2 separate regions of the Drosophila melanogaster genome follow, and region 2 is linked to region 1. A link is a contact called in public Hi-C data. All regions are on one chromosome and are shown on one strand. The core of a region is the stretch at or near the end of the contact, and the rest is flanking DNA. Distances in the headings are between cores, read along the strand shown. Region 1 holds the start of CG7557. Region 2 holds the start of chrb (charybde).

Evidence for each region. Hi-C and Micro-C count contacts between places; a contact is called where the count stands out from the background.
Region 2: a contact with region 1 is called in a Hi-C map of the Kc167 cell line, with 2.4 times the contacts expected there. A contact is called at or near these places in 83 of 107 Hi-C or Micro-C datasets (the Clone 8 cell line, the D17-c3 cell line, the Kc167 cell line and 27 more) and 4 of 7 datasets of targeted methods (the Kc167 cell line and the S2 cell line).

What each region holds. Positions count from the first base shown.
Region 1 is chr3L:11,442,769-11,448,969 of dm6, reverse strand. It overlaps CG7557, which reads right to left and starts at 3,809. Exons shown (of 3, transcript NM_168456.2): 1 at 3,459-3,809; 2 at 3,294-3,401; 3 at 2,391-3,230. The coding sequence starts at 3,671. The coding sequence ends at 2,541. lncRNA:CR44549 (long non-coding RNA:CR44549) reads left to right here and starts at 3,866. Exons shown (of 1, transcript NR_124892.1): 1 at 3,866-4,498.
Region 2 is chr3L:11,484,170-11,490,370 of dm6, reverse strand. It overlaps chrb (charybde), which reads right to left and starts at 2,821. Exons shown (of 4, transcript NM_140213.5): 1 at 1,770-2,821. The coding sequence starts at 1,836.

The DNA of each region.
Region 1 (6,201 bases), core at 2,560-5,059:
AACGGCGGCACAGATTAGAAACATTTTGTGCGGCTAAATGGCCTGAGTATCTCATGGATACGGATGCAGAGAGTGGCAGCTTTCCCTTCTCCGATTTTGTTCCCAGCCCAGTTGAGAACTTTTCTTCGCCGCCTGCTGATTGCAGCCCATCCACAATCGACTAGAAACCCCACTTACCTGTCCGCTTTTTGGCCCGGTCTGGTCTCCACTGGCCGGGTCAGTTGTATTTGCTGTGCAATTGGCGATTGGCGCTTCACGTTGTCGCCATCGAAGTCCTGTTTGCCGGCGTATCTATTCTACACTCAGAAAAAATACAAGTTGCTATGAACGTGGTATGTTAATATTCTATTCATACAGTATTCGAATTCAATCTGCAGAAAAGGAAGTAATAACTAAATGCACATGTGGCTACCCTAGAATCACCAGAGTTCAATATTGTCTATTAACATGCTCAGCTAGTAAATCATTTAGTTTTGCCTTGATTTTCTTGACTGTAGGCCCAATCCCAATCTCAGTCGACGACTCTGTCTCCGTCGTCGTCGGCTTTTCTTTAATTTATTTTGTCTCCTCATGCAACGCGACTGCAATCGAAGCCAACTGAAGCTCACTGTCGAAGGCTAACAATGTCGGCTTGTTGCATTTCTTTAATTTATTTGAGTTGCGATTCATTTGCAGCACTTTGGGCGCTTTCGCATGTCTAGCTTTGTATTTTTTTTTTTGTTTTGTTGCAACCAAGGCTGCCATATTGGGTTGCACTTTAGTGGAACAATCGATCAACAGTACAGTGTTCGCCATTCGGTTCATCTACCCTGACCACACTGACCAATTTATGCAAACTCACTTTTGCCACCAATTAAAATTTGTTCGAAACTGAAACCATGAGCGCTACTATTGTTAGCAAACTTCAGACAATGGATGGTAGTCAGTTACAGAAATTTAAGAGATAGCTATATAAATATTTAACGAGAGACATTTTCTGAATTGATAGATGGGAAAATAGCTTTTTGACATTGTCCTTCGTTTTTTCCCCAAAAGTGGTATTTTCCGCCTAGCCAAAAACTAAATCAATCGGCGGATTATGTAACTGCAACGAAAACTAAAACCGCTCCGATGAATTGGCTGCTTACGTGACCAGTCGAATGTCTAAGGCAAAAAAAAAAAAAGAAAAAAAATAAGAAAAAACAGCAAAATATCAGATACAGACCTCCTCCCGGTTTTCCTACCCCTTTACCTGCAATTTTCCTCCGTCGAACTGCCACGAACTGTTGAGCAGTCGAATCTTATTTGATTATAACGCTGAACGTCGAGTTCGCTGGCCGTTCATGAACTACAAAAGCCGCTGGCTGCGTTTCGTTTAACGTTGCACTGCACTGAGAAAAATATATGTGACTTAAAGACATTGATAGTCAGCAGAAGTGACTTAATTACCAAAGCTTTTAATATAGGTATAAATATGAATAAAGACTACTTTCTAGAAAAATTAAAATATCTTTTATTCCCATAGAAATTAAATCAAGACATGCTAGTTTCGAGATAATTAACTGGAAGTACAGCATTTCACTTAAGTACACTATTTGTATTTATTTTGGTTGCAGTGCAACATGGCCTCGATGCGGTTGTTGGCTCTTGCTACCGCACTCACACTTTAGCACTCGCATCAAAGTATCTTTCGGATGCAAAGGCGAAACGCACTGCGCCGAAAACGTGTGCGTTTTGCATTGCAACAGAAGTTGATTGTAAGGCATAACCGACTGGGTAATTCCCTAAGCTGAACATCTTACAAAAATAAGTTTTTCAACATGTTTTATTTCAAAAGATAACTATTATTTGCCCAAAGTTAAAATTGTATTTATGTGCCTTATTGAATTACTTATATTTTCTATAATATGTATAATATAATATTCTACTATAATGGCATACCAAGTTTTTATATCTTTTTATGTTGCACATTATTTATTCTTCATCTAAAGTCAACTATATTCGGTAGAGAAGTGCACTCAAACTAGCAATTTGAAGGCAACGACATCGTTCGACGGCCTAGAAGTTTTGCTCGCCAAACAGAAAAAAATTGTTTAAAAATTCTACAAAAAAGCAAACACAAAACATGCTTTACAGCAATGCAATTTGGTGCTTGTTTGCTTTGCATTTTTCTCCCAGTTTTTGTTTTGATAAATGGGTGCAGTACTTTTATTTATGCATCTCGTGTGTGTCTCACGCTAAAATAATTATCTGCATTGCATTTCTGAGAGACATATATTTCAAAATTTGCAGGCGGGCTTGCAGAAAAGATTCTCGTTTGTAAAGCATTTTCAAATTGATATTGATTGGGTTCTTTAAATTAAAAACCATTGAAATGAAGAGCAAACTAATATTTAAGCATTCAACTCATTAAACGTTTAAGATCACTTTAATTTATTTCAATGCTATATGTTTATAAATATTTTATAGGTTAACAGAAACAGCATAAGTATACTACGCAAATATAAACAAAGGTATTAATGTCGCTGCGTGAGAGATGAGGTGCATACACGATATAAATTTTATGCATCTGTTCCATTTTGTAGTAACAGCAATCGCAGGCTCTTGCATCCTGAGCTGTGAACGGTCTTCATAGCTTCCTGAAGGATAAAGGATTCCTTCTTGCTGGTGAGAATACGGCGCTCCCTTTTCAATTCACTGGCCAGACAATCCAGAAGATCATCCTCATTGAAGAACCGAAAGTTCACGATGGTCGTCTCCGCCGGCAGTTCCTGCAGCAATTCGAACTGCTCCCAGTACAGATTTGTTTCCAGATTAAAGACGTAGACAACCAGGACCCTTTGATTCCCTTTCGGTTCGCCCTCCCGTTCCAATATCAATCGATTGTAGATGGGCACCAGTCCGTGATCACAGGTCGTCAGATTGTCGATGATCAGCAGATTCACACCGCATTCGGAAAGTCCATCGGCAAACTGCCGGATCAGTCGGAATTTACTCGCTTCATCCGACACTTGTGTGCTCCAGGAGTAGGAGTGAGCATTTCTTGGCCAGGGAAAACACCGACGTAGTGTTTCGGTCGCCAGAGTTTTTCCCACGCCCGGAGGTCCTAGTAGAGCCACCGACCGGAAACGCCCCGAACCGCTCAGCGCCCTTTCCATGCGAGACAGTGCCTGCTCCTGATTCAGAACCACCCTGCCCATATATCGAAAGATCCGTTCCAAGTTCAGAGCCTCGGGACTGCAGAAAGTATCCTGAGGTGGGTAGAATTATAGGCACATGATTTTATTTGAAGTAAACTGTATCAAAGTTCTTACTTTATTATGCACATACAAGTCTCCTGAGAGATAATCCTCCTGCTCCAAGCCAAGCAGTCTGAGGAAACCCAACCAAAGGCCTTCCTCACGTGGTGCGGGATAATCCATCTGCTCCGTGGATAACTTCATTCCAAGGAAGAACATCAGGACAACCCCCAGTGTTACCGTCGCCACGATGGAAAGTCCATGGAGGAGCTGTGATAGGCGGTTCGAACGCAATCGTTCACGGTAACGCTGGCAGCTGGTTCTCCGCAGGATGCCCCTTAGCCTGGGATCCTCCTCCTCATCCGAAAAGTCACCTCCATGGTGTTGCAGATACCGCCGGCGGTTCCATTGGCAATTTAGCTTAGAAGGCGGCATTGCAGTTTTCGGTTGCATTTGATTCGTCTAAACGCACTATGTTAATTTTATAAAATTACTTTTGACTGCAGCTCCAGAATTTGTTTAATGCTTTTTGTGTCTTTTGTGTGAGCAACAATATGAATTTAGTTTGACACATCTAATAGTATTGGATTTGTTGGCTAATTTTGACTGTTTAATCAAGGAACCCATTGAAAAATCCAAAGGAAAAACATTAAATTTACTGTGTTAGTTTTTTTTTATCTTTTAATTGTTGGGCATTTGGAAAAACCTGTATTCATTCTTATTGTTAATGGTTTAAATGTTAGAAATCTTTAATCTTCAACTGTTTCATACAATTTCTACCAATCAGTTGCAGACTCAATAACAGATTGTAAAAAGCGATTTGGAAGCGAACTCAGCGGATTGAAAGCGCTTACTCATCATTATCGGACATTGGCAATCAGCTGATTTGGAGCAGCAAAGACGATCATTACCATTACGCTGGTGATTAACCCCGCACCCAGACCCCAACTACAGTACAAACGGCAACTGGGCCATCATCATGGTTCGTTCGAAAGCAGCTGGAAGATCTAGCGATCGTGGTTACCAAACCAACCCAAACCGAACTGAACCGAGCCGAGGTAAGCCAAGCAGACCCAGTAGACTCACTAGACCCACCAGACCAATCCAAGCCAAGTCGAGAAGAGACAAGACAACCAGGGACAAGACAAAGCCGTGGACAGCCAGACAATCAGCCAGCCAAGCCAGGCAGCTATTTTGGTGCTTGGCAACAAACATGGCTCAAAATGTACGGGACACATCTCAGTAAGTATTCGTAAGTCGACAATAGGCAAAAATTGAGGAAGCCGTTAAATGCAATAGTCACTATCATATGCCCTTCTCTAAATTCATTGCATATAAATCTTAAGAAAATGTAAATATTAATTTAATAAATATTATTTATAAATTAATACTCAATAAATATTAATGCGATCTAAAGTACTAAATACATTTTGTTTTAAATATATTCCTTATCTAAAGAAATATATTCGCTATACTCAATATTTAAATATTCCTAAGATCAAAGCAGCTCTCCATTGAATTCTCAATGGGATGTAAGGGTATTCCATTAGTCGTGGCATTGCGAAGCGACTCCAACAAACATGTAAAAACTCAGTGCCGTAACGGTTTATGAAAATCAAGTTGGGCGACTTGCAAAAGTGTCTTCATAAATCAGTCAACGCTCTGGGTACGAGCGTCAGCTGTCAGGCGGAGATCACTTGGAGCTGTGGAGCTGTGGAGTTTTGTCTTGGTGCTGCGGTTCGGTTGGGTTCACCGGTAATTACTCCAAGCCCCCCCCCCCCAATCCCACACTCATTCGATGCCCCTCAATCGCAGTTTGGGTGCCATTATGCTCTCTACATGACGTGACACGGGGGAAAGCTTTTGGGCAGGGTAAGAGTTAGTTGGCTCTAGAAACCGACTTTTACCGCCGCCCAGTGATGTCGAATTTTAATGGCTATAAATCTAAACATTCTAGCCAAATTTAAAATAATAAAAAAATTTTAGCTTCCCAACAACTTGTATAATAATTACTTGTATAATAAATAAAAAATTTAAAAATATTTTAAAATTACTTCTTTTGGTTAACAGCAAGATGTATATGTAGATATTTATTTATTATTTTCAAATGGAATTCTCACACTTTAATAACAACACTAAAAGTAATCAGTTAAGAAACAACTATCTAACTATTTTTCAAATTTTAAAGTTAGAATGCCAACTCTATTGCGGATGGATAAAGAGGCATTCAGATGGGTTCGGGTCTTGCCATATGATTTTGACAGCCCATCTCTGAGTTGAAGTTGAGGTTGAAGATGGGTTTGGTTTTGGCCCGGTCTGGTTCGTCAGTCAGCTGCGCTGAGTCAGCTGTTATAATTGTTGGCAAAGCGATGAAGTTTTTTGCCAGTGAAACGCTGCTGGTGTATGAGTGAAACTTTATGGAAAATTACCAACTTCAATCGGCATTAGACAGTACCCATTGTGGATAAAGCATAAATTAAGTCACCCTCTTTTGGCTTTCTGTGTCGCTTATAAAATTTATTAAACAAATGAACCGTACTATGATGACTAGTAATATTTTTCATAAGTTTACCATATACATATGTATTGTAGATATAAGATATCCTATTCTATTATCCATCGAATTTCATAGTCTTTTCTCCAGAATCAGAAAACGTTACGCTTAAGTACTTCTTTTTAACCAGCAAGTCATACAAAATTTTCCATTCCAGCCATTTTAAACTATAACTACATATAAAAGTACATTTCTTCAGTCATTTGGCTAAGACCATAGTACTTTTGTAAGAATAGTTAAAGGAGGTATACTATACTATACTAAATATATACAGTAACTACTAAAATAATACCTAATAGATTTTATGAATTAAATGTAGTCACTAGAAATTTAAAATCTTGTCACTAAAAATATATTTTAGTCTTTGGAAGAGCTAAACCTTGTCGGCCAAGCTGAAACTTCAACCACTTTGCGTAGATACTTTTATTG
Region 2 (6,201 bases), core at 1,572-4,071, 42 kb before region 1:
ATACGTTGCCAGGGGCGTGGAAGGGGTGTGGAGCAGGGGCGGAGGTTTGGTGGGGTCTGCAGAGCTTTTTCAGCGCGATGCAAGCAGAACAACACGGTGGAAATGTAACCAATACGGACCCCTCAGCTTTTTTCACGCCAAATCTGTCCATTCCAGGCCATTAAGTCTTTTGATTGGAAAAAGTGTTTCGTATTTTAGCTATTTTTAATAAAAAAAAAAAAAAAAAACGTAGCACTAAAACATGTAGTGATCTGATAAAAGCTGACTGAGCAACAATTTTCTTAGTCAATGAATATTTATTGTTTAGAAACTACGTTAATTCAGATGGAATACCCCTTTAACTACACATTTATGGTAAATAACTACTTTGAAAAACTTGTTCTCAACAAACTTTTTGATTTCCATTAAGATGCACAATTAAATTTTCATTCACGCTAAAGTAGGCAACAGTGCGGCTAACGGTATATCTGCGACAGTATGTATGCGAGGCGACATGTTGTTGCATGTCGCTACCACCGCCGCTTGTTGTGTTCGCCTCCGGGTGATTTTACATATTTCGCTGTTTTTTTTTTTGGCTTACGTGCTACGTGGCTATATGGCCGTATGCACATGGAATCCCATCCTGCTGCCCAGACGGAGGTCCCCCGTCTAATTTGCCCAACTCAACTGCTTCTTGGTGCCGCCGCGGTGCAAAGTTTAAAGTGACAGGATTAACAGGATGTTGCATAATCCGCCCGCCAGACACATGAACAGGATACGCTGGCCTGGCTTCGGACAGGAACAGAGTGCACAATGCATAATGCGAACTTTACATATTTGCAACCCCCGAATGTGGCACCATAATCAGGATGCAAAAATGCAGGCAATTTTCGGGGCAGAATATGTTGTACTCATTTTATCAGTCGGTGCTAGTGATTAAAATCAAAACTCACTCAAAAACACGCGAAGCACTTTGAAATGCATAGAAAACTGTATAGAAATTTTCCATTGGTTGGGCAAAACTTGAATAAATGAATTTTATAATCCCTGGAAAATTTGCTAAAGACATCAAATGAAATGTTACCGTACGCTATAAAATTAATTGAATCAAAAAAGAAGAGCGAACAAAATAATGGGCCATAAACATGAAATATAAAAATGTTCGTGGCACATTAAAATATCCGAAATGTGCCTTAATTGAGAATTCTTGCAAGAAACGACCCGAGTAGATTTGTAAGTTCACAAGGTGAACAGCGACCTTAAATTTAGTTTTAATGTATGGCAGGGCTCTAAAATTAATCAGGCGGAATAACAACGAAATGTAGGTACATATTTAAATCATTTGGGTTTTTACGGTTGTGCTGCACTTCATATTTATATTTCTCAATCAAAAACGTTCTTTTATTTGGCAATTTTTGGGCAAACACAAACTGAATTTTTTCTTTAAACAATTTGGGTACTTTTCTTTATGTGGATTCTGTTAATAAACACTTAAACAGCACACTGTTTATAATATTGCAATAATTTTATATTCTTCAGAAATTTTCCTGTAAATTTTCAGCATGTAGCTAAAAGTAGCTAAACATTGAACTCGTTGCTTGAAAACTTTAGTAAATCAACATTAGAAACGAACTTTTTTAGCTCACACAAAAAGTTGTAAAACCACGATTTTTGTTATATTTTCTTATTAAAACCAGAAGAAAGACAAATATCAGAAAAGTTCAAGTTTGCTTTTCTCTTCAAATCTTGTTCTATTTAAAAATCTAGATTATTTTGCTATGTGAACTTACCTTTAATTTTATTAACACCGAATTTTCCCTGAATGTGATTTTGTACTGAGAGCACTTCCATCTTCATAGAGCCGCCGTTGCAACTGCTATTTTGTGTGTTTTCAGCCGATTGTTGGATTTATAATGAAAGTCTGCCGCCTGCTGCTGCCACCGAATGCGAATGCGATTATATAGGCTATAGGCGTTTGATCTCGACCGACTTTCGATGCGTTTAATATATTGCGTGGGTGTGAATAGTTGTAGTTTAACGTACGTATAGAAATGCACTTTAATCACAAGAATTTGATTTTACTTCGCGTGTGGTTAGGTGTTTTATTGTGTGTTTACTTTGTTGTGTGTGTGTATGTGGTGGAGAGTTCGATTTTCCAGCGACAGCGTTTTAACAAACAATTGGAAAAGTATCAACAACTAAATTTGTTATTCTAGTTAAACATTTCAATTCAATACATTCTAAAAAATCAACGCAAATTGCCGCCCCGTTCAGCTCTCTCTCGCTATTTTCTTCCTCTGGGCTTTCGCTTCCCCTTTTTGTCTCGCTCTGTCTGGTTTCCTTTTTAAATTTAAGCACAGCACATGGTTTTGATTTAATTCATGACGTTCTTGTTGTTTGGACAGAGATTTTAATTTCGTATTTATCTTTGCTTTGCTTTCCTACATATGGCGGAGTTTCAAGTGCTGATGGCTGCGTTTCGTTTGTAGAAGTATTCTTTTCTGGTTTTCCGATTTTCTGGCTCTAATTCTTCTCGTTCTGCCCCTTATGTGCCGATGTGCTATGTTTGGCGGCCGCGTTTCGACTGCGGTTTTTTTCAGAAGTTCGTGTGAAGCGTACTACAAAATTTTCACTCAGCGCTCGCTCAGCTGTTTCTGTTTCTGTCTCTGTGTTGGTGCGAGCGAGAGAGCTTGGAAATAGCTGAATCAGAAGAAGAAGAGGAGGACGATGAAAAACTGGAACTGCGGCAACGGCAACAACTTCGATAACGGGACACGCTGGAGAGCTGAGCTGAGCGGAGCGGAGCAGTTTTCCAAACAGTTTTCCAAAGCTACTATCCGGCCGGCTCGCGTGCTGCTGCTTTTATACCAATTTTCCACGCCGGCTGCGCTGCCGGCGTCGCAGCTTTTCATTTTCCTTTTCCTTGGCCGTGAACTCTCTCTTGAGCGACTTGGCACTCTTTTGCAACCGGTGATCAGCTGTTCTTAAAGACACTTAAGAGCAGTTGAGCGGCTCGCTCTCTTGAGTGTTTTAGTTTTGAGAGTTGAGCAAAACTGTCGGTCTCTTTGAGTGCATTGTTTTCAAAAATAATTGGTAAAGTCTATAATCCCAATTGTTAATTCTCTTTGCTTCTATCTATGGATATCATTTGCACGTAATATAAAGTTTGTTGTTTAATAACTTGTATGTTATCTTGAAGCTATTTTTAACAAAAAATGTTTTTTTTTTATGGAAAAATATAATTTCAGTTATTCTTTTAACCTAAAATGAAATTTTCTTAATCTTAAATGTGTTTTTTATTGTTAGAATTAAAAAGGTAGAATATCAAGAGAACGAATATGAAATCGAAATTATAAAAAAAAAAACATTGGGTTTCTGCTTAAGAACCCAAATATCTAAATATTAGCATAGCGTTCTGTAAAGAAAATCGCAAATTGCGAGAGAAAAAACCTGGAGGCGGTTTTCTGTAATTTGGCATTTTAGTTTGTTCCTTTCTTTTTCATTTGAATCTCGTAACAAAATTTATGGTGTTTTGGGGAATATGCCGACTGCACAGACTGATGGTATTCATATATGTACATATGTATGTATATAGTAGATACATACATAAGTACATATGTTGATGCTCGTATATTTGGCCTTTACCGGATGACAAGACCCATTGTACCGCCTCCAGTTCTGTTGGTAACGGAATGGAGGGGAGAACAAGAAAATGGATGAAAATGCTTCGCCGACACAGGACACAGGGCCTGTCACTGTTTTAACAATTCATCTTAATAGAAATAAAAAATGGCGCCGCTGGCGTTGGACAGTCCGGCTGACACCACCCGCCCCCTTTCTGGACACCCCATCCGCACCCCTACTTATCCCTTATGCCATATCCCCCTTATCCGCACTCCACCCACTCCACCCACTCCCCTTTTCCTATTTGTCACTGGCTCGTTGTGGGTGCTCCTCCGCTCTCCATTGGATCAGCTTTGGAGAAAGCATCCGCATTTCCCCTTGTCTAGTTGCTGCTGCTGCTTTTTTTCTGTGTGAAGTTGGGGGGATTTACACATGTCAGTTAATGCTGAAAAAATGTTTACACAACACAATTGCCTGGCGGAGGGCGCGGGGGAGTGGCACAGTGCCCAGCATGGGGCTACTGCCGCACCAGGGTACAGAGAAAAAAAAAGAGAAAAATATATTCCAAAAAAATGAGGGGATTTTTTCGAAGAACTCGCCTATTCAGCCTACAAAATATGTTTCCAAACTAAACAAAAATAATCGCACCATTTGGCATAGATATCAATTTAGTAAACAAAATCATATCATATAAATCACATATTTTATACAATTTTTAGTAATCTTCGCTCGCATTTTTTTTTCGCGTGCATGCCAAAAAGTTTTAAAGACCAGCGCTCCCTCATCTTCTTTTGAAATTTTTGTTGCCACGCTGCAGCAGTGTCGAACAGGATAAAAGTCAGTGGCATACAATTAATCAAATGCATGATTTATGTGAGTGAGTTCCACACGAGTTTAACCTAAATACGTCCCGTCGGGAATCAGCCAAATGAGATGTTCAGGGCGGCGGCTAACAAACTCACCCACCGAACTCAAGTCAGCTTAATAGACCCATCCGCATTTCAAAGACGTTCACTTTACGAAAAATTGGTAAAAAGTATCTGGAAATGATTACGGAAATACAACTATTATAGTTGCTCCAAGGGAATTTAGCTCGTTAATCAAAATTGGATTACAGCACTAGTTTATTTTACCAAAATCAACTGAGGGGAATCAGCAAGTAGTTTCGTAACAAAGAATCAATCACCTTGCAGTATAGTTCAAAAAAGGTTTTTTCTAAATATATACTAACGAGATGAAATGGGTTTTAAAATAAATTCCAGCCTAATGCTTCTTGACTTCGTGAAGTGGGGTTAAGTAATAACTTAAGGGCTGTATTATTATTATTTCTCACCCCAAAATAGCTAGCAGCACTAACTTTTCAACCATAAATGCTGCGAGAACCCACATGGCATATCCATTTAGTTGCGATGTTTTCTCATGATTTGAAACTTTTCCACAGGTGGCAAGCCGACTGGAAAAACCGTTCACGTTTGCAGACACACAAATGCACTTCGCAAGGACAAATGTGATGCGGAATGGGAGCCGTAAGAATTGCTTGCTAAAAGCCTCAACCAAAGCCCGGCTGCCGTTGGCACTTAGGCTGGCAATCCTTTCTTCGCAGGATCAAAACTCCCAATTCCGAATTCCGAACGGAACCATAGAAGTTTCGCTGGGATTCCAAATGGGCTACAAATGAACGCCTTTTCGTGCAACCCAACACCCAACGCCCAATGCCATCCAACCATTCAACCATCTAGCCATGGCCATTGGCATCGCCATCGCCTTCGTCGAATGGACCACTTAGTGAGCCTTTGTGGCGCAGGAGGAAATTGTGGAGCCGGCTCTTCTAATGCGTTGCACGTTTTCCCAATAAAGTAGCTACAACAACACGGGCGGCAATCCTTTAAGTTCTTCGATACATCGCCGGGGAGCAGGAAACTGAAGCTGCCGGAGAGTGGCTTTTTAGTTTGCTCGCCCAACGCTGCACAGAGAAAAAAAATGGTCTCCTAATTAGTTGAATAATATTTAATTAGCTAATTTGCCATAAAAAAGTTGAAATACAAAACTGGAAAGAGCCGAAAGATATGGATTTTCGGAATTTAGCTCAATTTATGCGATTGTTAAATTGAGCAGTTGTTTATATTATTTCCCTTTTTTTTCAATTTTCAATTTTCCACAGTGTAGTTTTTGGCGCAAAGTCGGAGAAGCGGTAACTGCCATGAACATCGATTTTCATGTGATTTGTGCAGACGTGTTTGGGTTTTATTGATTTTCACTTGATTCCCTCCATATGCTTGAATATACTTAAGTCGGTACGTGCACATCTCCATCTCCATTTCCATCTACCAGCATCCACAGCAGCTCCAGCTCCCTTGCCATCCGCATTGGCATTCGGATTCGCAACCCGGACCATTTCATCTTGCCCCATCCCTATTCCATCCCAGGTCGCTCGTTGTCGACAGCCGCCGAGCACCCGAGCAGCTCTAATGTCAGGATCATGCGAGGTTATCAACATAATTTCGAAAACCACCCATCCGCACCAGGCATCGCCATCTCCGTTCCACCCACACCGCATCTTTCTAGTTTATGATGTAGTAGATTTCTGTTTCTTTTCCT